Regions from separate parts of the Mus musculus genome. Here region 2 is linked to region 1. Evidence: chromatin contacts called from public HiChIP or PLAC-seq data. All regions are on one chromosome and are shown on one strand. Each heading gives the region's core, a stretch centred on a gene start, on an enhancer-like site or on the middle of the called end of the contact. The rest is flanking DNA. Distances are from core to core; before and after follow the strand shown.

Region 1 (3,540 bases), core at 955-3,454:
GGTGGGGTCTCCCATCGCCAAGAGGTCCCCGTTGGCCAGAAGCCCCCCATAAAGCTGTTGGATGTCAGCCTCACTCAACTCCAGGTGACTCGTCTCGAGGTGTTTTTTCAGAGCCTGGAAAGTCCGGAAACTGCGCTGACAGAGGCAGCACATGGTGGCGGCTCTGATCACGTGGTACTGAGAGTGGAGCTGCAGCTTTTCAATGGTCTTGAAAGCCAGGCTGCACTGGTTGCAGCGGTACTTATACACGTGGCGGTCTGACACGGGCAGCTGGGGCCTCTTGGCGTGCACCTCGTTGAAATGGGTCTGCAGTGTGGCGGAGGTTTTGAAGACCTGGTTGCACCCCTTCTTCCAGCAGAGGAAGCCTGAGTCTTCTCTCCCGCAGCTGGGGTCAGCAGAGGTCGGCTTGAGGTCCCCGCCGTGCTCCATGCTTGCAGGTGGCAAGATGTTCTTTCCCGGGTCCTCTGACGCTTCTGTGAAAAATACAAACACATCAAGCCCAAAGATGAAGAAGGCTTTGTTTCCAGGGTGGCACCCAGAGCGGTTATCTAGCCCGGCTTTATGAACACAGGAAACATCCAACCGAGTGCCAAAGTCTCTCCACAGGGCCAGTAGAATACGCACATAACCAAGGTGCCCAAGAACAGATGGATAGGAAGAAGGCTATATTATATATAGGCCCAATTCGTAACAGGCCTGTGTCATAGCATAGACCCAACAGTCTCCTAACTGTATTTAATTCTGAAGCCTCGGTTTCTCAAAAGGTCATCTGAAGGTTACTGGTCTCAAGGGTACCATTCACGCCCACTTTTTTGGTTATAGGAATTTTAGCACATCAGGTCTGTTGTCAGGGGCAGCTGCACTAATGCTGTCCTAAGCTGTGAGGAAGTCCTGCATTTAGGGTTTCAGGATTCTTGAAAGCATTTAGTTTCGTGTTTAATGTGACACCCCTCCCCCCTGGCTTTTACATCACTGTTTCTAGAACCCAGGTCTCTGCTCACGTTAGCAGGAAAGTTAATTATTTAACTGTACTACTTTAAAAAAAAAAAAAGGTTCATCATATCCATAAGTACCCTGGCTCTTCCCAGGTCTCCTTCTAATGTGGCCACGTCACAAGGAAGAGGGCTGGGCCCCGGCAGTGTGAACCTTAGATGCCTGTAAGAGTGTGCTCAAGACTGAGGAGAGCAAAGAACCAGCACGGAGGCCTAAGAGCTATCTCACTACTGCAGCAGAAACGCCTGTGACAATGGTCCTTACAAGCGGTATGTTTAAACAAGGCGATTCCAGAAGACTCCAAGCGTTCTATGCAGAGGTAGTGAGAGAGACAGCTGAGGGATCTCATTGAGTGGCAAGGCTCTAGCAGCCATGTCTTTGGCTGAGTTCACCATGGGGATGTCCATGAGCAAACTGACTACAAGATACTTCCTAAGACCTAAAAGGCCACAGGCTTTGCTGATAAAACCCATCAGCCCCATTCACTTGGGATATACTGTAAAGAATCCCTCAGCCCTTGTGCCCCATGGAGATTTTTGACCAAGAATTCATCTTGTTTCTGGCTGGAGGAATTATGATTAGCGACACTGACCAGGTTGCTTTCCTGCCTCTTCCAAAGTGGAGTTCCCATCTCGGTCCGCAGCGGCAGCAGGGAGGAACATGCTACTAGGCATAACCATCTCAGGAGCGGTCACCTGAGGGGAGAGAGGCAGCGAGACGACAGAGTCAAGGCGCGGGGGAAAACAGACACAAAATACGAAAGGTTTAAAAAGTATTCAATAAGCAAAATTAGCCTTCACCAGCGTAGAAGCTGGAGGTGTCACTTTGCATAGCTCAGTGAAGACTCATGTTTATTAGACAAAGCTCACATCAGTCAAAAGTGTTTCTACGGTTACATTCTGGACATAATTAGCAGTGCACACTTGAAGAGTAATCTTATTATTAATATTTTTCTTTTATGCAGAATTTTGACTTTGATCACTGACAATGTTTTGTCACGGGCTGTGAAACTTCTTGGGCAACCAATTAGGTAGATAAGTTGAAAGGCCCACCTTAAGCTACCGCAAACATAATAAGGGCCCTAATTAAATCATACCTAGTAAAGTACGCGGTAATCTGGAAGCAGGGAGCATTGTAGCACTGTTTTCAAAATGTATTCAGGCGAGGAGAGGAGGGGAGTTGGCGGAGTGAAGGAAAGGGTAAGAGGCAGAAAGGAGAACAAAGGGAGGCTAAGGACGCGCACACACTGGCAGCTTTTCCAGGGAACAACACCGTGTAACCCTTTACAAGCTGACATCAAGCACAAACAAGCAGTTCTTGTGACTCACGTTAAGCCAGAGTTTCGTCTAGAGCCTTTTATGCATGGGGCACACAGCATCAGAGGGAGCGTGTGCCCAGAATCCCAGCAATCCAGCTAATTCTGCACAGCGTTCTACAACGGAAGCCCCCTTCCCTGAGACTGGGCCGTTAGCCCCTAATGGAACATTTCCATAATTAGCCCTAAGATCTAAGTAGCTACATTTTAGGTCAGATCCTCAGACTTTGTGCTCTGCCTCCCTGCTGTGTGGGCCAGAAGCTAGCTCCTATCACAGGCTCTTCTGGATGTGTGACAGTGACAGGCCATGGCAGCCTTCAGTATCCGGGCGAAGAATAAGGACTCTCCATCTAAAGAGTTCGCTAACCTGCAAGAGTTAAAGAGTTCGCTAACCTGCAAGTACAGCTCTCCAGTGGCCACAACCTTAAAAACCAAACAATTCTCCCTTTCCCGGCAAGTGCCCACTACCCATAGCTCCTCAGTCTGCAGGGGGACCTACAGATTGTCTACCTCATTTGGGTGGGGTTGGAGGACGAACTGGGGCATAGGCATGACCATGTCTCATTGTGTACACGTGTGACACTCTGGAAACTAACAGGGGAGTGGGCAGCAATCTCTCTTTGCCACGAGGCAGGAACATTTGACATCGATAACAATTCCAGATGCACTAGAAACTGTCTTTAATTTGACAATGGCTGGAGGAGTAACGGGAGGTGGCATAGTACCTAGCCCCACCCAGAGGCCCTGCTGGACCAATCAGACAAAACTTCACTGCAAGACTAATTTCGCTTGTTTAAACTTAATATTTTAAAAATTATTTGAGAGGTTGTGAGATCCTTGCCTTTCTCAGACAGCTGCTGGCCAAGTCCGCTAGTGTCACCAACAACAGGCTCAACAAGTAGGGGGAACTAGAACAAATGTGGCTGCTGGCCAAAAAGACGACTTCGTATTTAGGTGCACGAGATAGGGTTTTACAGGTCTGGAAACCAGTAGACACAAAACCTAAGCAATAGGCGCTCCAGAGAAGGGTCTTGAGGAGAAGGCCCACCGCGCTAGGCAGAGCAGGTGTGTGGCAGGTGAATGGGAAAGGCATGTGCCCGCCTTCAGACAGCTGCACCACAGTGCATGGAGCCTGCGACAGACAGCTGCTGTAGAGCTAGCTAGCTGAATTGCCCAGAACAGAGTGGGGACTGCCAAACTCGTTCTATTTTCTCCTTAATAGAAAGCATTTC
Region 2 (3,193 bases), core at 424-2,923, 520 kb before region 1:
GCATCTCTGTAAACATCAGGCACGGTGGTATGTGTCTGTAATTCCAACACCAGGGAGGCAGAGACAGACAGCATGGTCCTGGGAGCCTGCTACCCAGCCAGTCTATCTAGATAGGTGAGCTCCAGTTTCCTAGAGAGATTCTATCTCAAAACAAAAACAAAAACAAAAACCAAAAAACCAAAAAACCAAAACTGTTTGGAGACCAACTGAGATGCCTGCCATTGTTCTTTGGCACACCTGGACACTTGCGTAGGTATGTGTCCGTGCACACACATACCCACAGACAGCCATAGTATCACTAGCCTGCTCGATGGTCTACGGGCAGCACTTGCCAAATTTAGTTGGTTTTAAGGATGCAGAATCACCTGGAGATTCTGACTCTGCTGGTCTGAGACACACTAGCGATCCATATTTTACACTAGTAGTAGCCTATGGCTCTCACAGCTAGGCAAGGGCAGGAGACACTGCCTTGCTTTACATAATGGGTTCTGGCCACAGAGCTGCATGCGATTGTAACCAGGCTTAGCAGAAGCCACGAGCAAAAAGAGAGTGTGGAGATTTTGAGAGAGAGAGAGAGAGAGAGAGAGAGAGATTGAGAGAGAGAGCTCCATCTGTGAGTCATGGGGTGACCTCACCAGGTAATTGGGCACCCAGGGTCACTGCAGCCACCTGGAAGCTTCTGATAGAGAAAGCTTTGGGGAATCTTTTATTAACATATTTAATATGCCTGACTAAGGGGAAAACATACACAAAGCTAGGAGGCCTTGTTAGCAAGCCATCCCTGCATAATTCTTGGCCAGGAAATAATGACTTCTCTCCCAGGAAAGGTTTAGTTTAACCCTTAGCTTGCCTTTTTCCAGGGGCAAGCCAGTGGACATGTATAACCCTTCCTAGGTTAGTAGACGGGTAGGGATGGGCAAGGGCTGTCCCCGGGGTCTTTTTGGAAGTGCCCAGTGGAAGTACAAGTCACAGAAAGCATCATTATGGAGCAGGGTTATGGCTTCCATGAGAGAGCAGTCTTCCATGTTACGCCCCAGGCTGCCTCCTCCTCTATTGGGGTCAGCTTTGAGGACCTTTGGGGACCCCCACAGAATTGACCCATGACAAGAAATCTCTCTGCCTCGTGGTTATGGCTGAGAGGTGACAGCAGCTCTTTTGCTGCTGAGCATTGAGTAAGATGAAGTGCAGAGGCTTAGTGGGCAGCAGAAATCAGAACCATGTGTCTCTGAGAGTGGGGTGGAAACTCAGAGCTGTGGCTTTTCCAGACTGCCTTGGTCGCTCTGCCTCGGCTCCACAACACACACACCTGCACACCAGACCTAGGTAGGTATGATGCTAACTTGCCCCTCTCCCCAACAAAGTTGGCCCATCCCCCCATGGGAAATGTTTTGTTTGGTGGCAATAGCTAAGAGAAAATAGAACACTCTCTCCTTGTTTACAGACGAATCATTCTGCATCAGAGGTGACTTGTTTTCCACCCTTGCAAGAGTCTGACGGGGGCTTTTCCTTTCTTTTCCTTCTCTTCCTTCATTTCATTTCTTTTTTTTTTCTTTTGCCTTTTTCATAAATAAATATTTTAACTGGAAATTTCCAAGTGTATGACAGGCCTAGAATGTGAACTTGAATGTACTGTAATAGAAATCATCAGTTGCCATGGCGACCTGTTCCAAGAGCAGAGTCACGTGAGCGGAGAGCGCTCAGTAATACTAACACATCAGAGAGCGAGGCCACTTAACCTCAATCGCTTCCAGCTATTGTGCAGAATGCAATTGAATTTATTCCTAATTTCTGCCAGTGCCAAGGAACAAAATTTCCCTGCAGATTTTAATCTTACTCAGGCAGTGCCAGCCGGCGCTCAGACGCTGTTCAACACCAATATTCAACCCGGCTACTCGCCCACTTTACAGCTCCATTTTCTTATTCTTATCTGCAATAATAGCTTCCCTCTGCCTGCTGGATCCCGCACATCCCCCTGCCCTGGGGAGAACTGCCCTTCTCCTTCCCACGTGGCCGTGCGGTTTTCTCTGACTCTGGCTGCTAATGCAAGAAACACAGCCTTTATAATAATACCAATAAAAAAAAAAAAGACAGCAATAGTCGCCCCACCCCACCCCCACCCCTTTCCCCTAAACCTGTTGTGAAATACAATTTCTGTCAGCTTTTGACTGTGCTTTGGAATAGCACAATTAACAGCCCCATCATAATGAGGCAAAGCCCATGGGGTCAGTGAATAATGGAATCAAAGGGTGAGTTTTCAGTCTCCATCACAGTCACCTCCCTCCCGGCCCCCCAACCAGGGGAGCAGCCCAGACGCCCAGGAGGTACAGCCGCCTATCACAGAACACTCATTTCGAGAGCTTATCAGCTTCCATGAAGGCTGATAAATCAGAGTGTCTCATACGGACAGTCTCAAGTTAGCCGTGTCATCGATCCCTCCTCCCCTTTTAAGCTATTTGTCTTATTCACTTCCAAAGATGGTATCAGAGATGCCAAATGAGCCTTTGTTTTCCGTGCTCTTGGGCAGCCTAGGGTGAGTTGCCCGTCTTGCTGCAGGGACGGGGGAAATCGTTCTTCCGGGTTTAGTCCTTTGTTTCCAGCCCAAGGTCACCTCTGGCCCCTTGGTTCAGGTGTTGTCAGCAGTCTGTCTGTGTTCAGAGGCAGGAGGCGGAGTCCTCCTAGCTGACAGTCTTTGCATGGCCCTAGCCCTCCAGTGACCTTCCTCTTTTATGGATGCTACTTTAAAAAAGATGTAAAACCTGCTGGAATAACTAAATGGAGTCTAGGTAGAGTCCAGCTCTCAGAGAGTCCATGTTGAAGGTCACGCAAAAGGAACCTTAAAAATAGGGAAATTATTGGATATCTTTTTTTTTTTGGGGGGGGGGAGGAAAAAAAAAGGTAGTTTCTGTGGTGGCTTGCATTAGTGGGTGGGTGTCTCTAAATGGCTGAGGAAGACATCATTGCAAATGCCTTTCTCAGCCAGTACCTGACCATTGTTCTAACACTGTGGTGGGACAGGGAATGTGATGCAAGCCCAGGGGAGGCATAATGGCCCTGTGGAATTAGGATAGGTGGCTGTCAGGGGTTCTGGCTCTACATAAAGAACTTGGTAACTATGGAAATCTTCATGGGGTAGATGGGGAGAGAAGCAGCCAGAGAGAAGAGAAGTCACGTGATGAATTTGGTGTCAGTGGCA

What was found. HiChIP or PLAC-seq counts read pairs in DNA pulled down with a chosen protein or histone mark.
Region 2: an H3K4me3 HiChIP or PLAC-seq map of embryonic basal ganglia shows a contact between it and region 1, with 5 times the contacts expected there. The contact joins two enhancer-like sites. A contact is called at or near these places in 1 of 39 promoter capture datasets (hippocampal neurons), 2 of 484 Hi-C or Micro-C datasets (both in embryonic stem cells), 3 of 115 datasets of contacts at active chromatin or transcription factors (embryonic basal ganglia and embryonic stem cells) and 1 of 9 other capture datasets (embryonic stem cells).

The regions. Positions count from the first base shown.
Region 1 is chr8:108,943,250-108,946,789 of GRCm38.p6, reverse strand. It overlaps Zfhx3 (zinc finger homeobox 3), which reads right to left. Exons shown (of 10, transcript NM_007496.2): 8 at 1,586-1,688; 9 at 1-473. Among named protein-coding and RNA genes, the nearest start is that of Mir3108, 8.2 kb to the right of the region's middle. Within about 2 kb of position 2,204, at least 14 of the 459 cell types and tissues checked have an H3K27ac peak or open chromatin away from gene starts, as enhancers often do. A contact at or near this core is called in embryonic basal ganglia, where this site is marked.
Region 2 is chr8:109,463,296-109,466,488 of GRCm38.p6, reverse strand. It overlaps a transcript of Pmfbp1 not described here. Among named protein-coding and RNA genes, the nearest start is that of Gm35145, 3.7 kb to the right of the region's middle. Within about 2 kb of position 1,673, at least 72 of the 459 cell types and tissues checked have an H3K27ac peak or open chromatin away from gene starts, as enhancers often do. A contact at or near this core is called in embryonic basal ganglia, where this site is marked.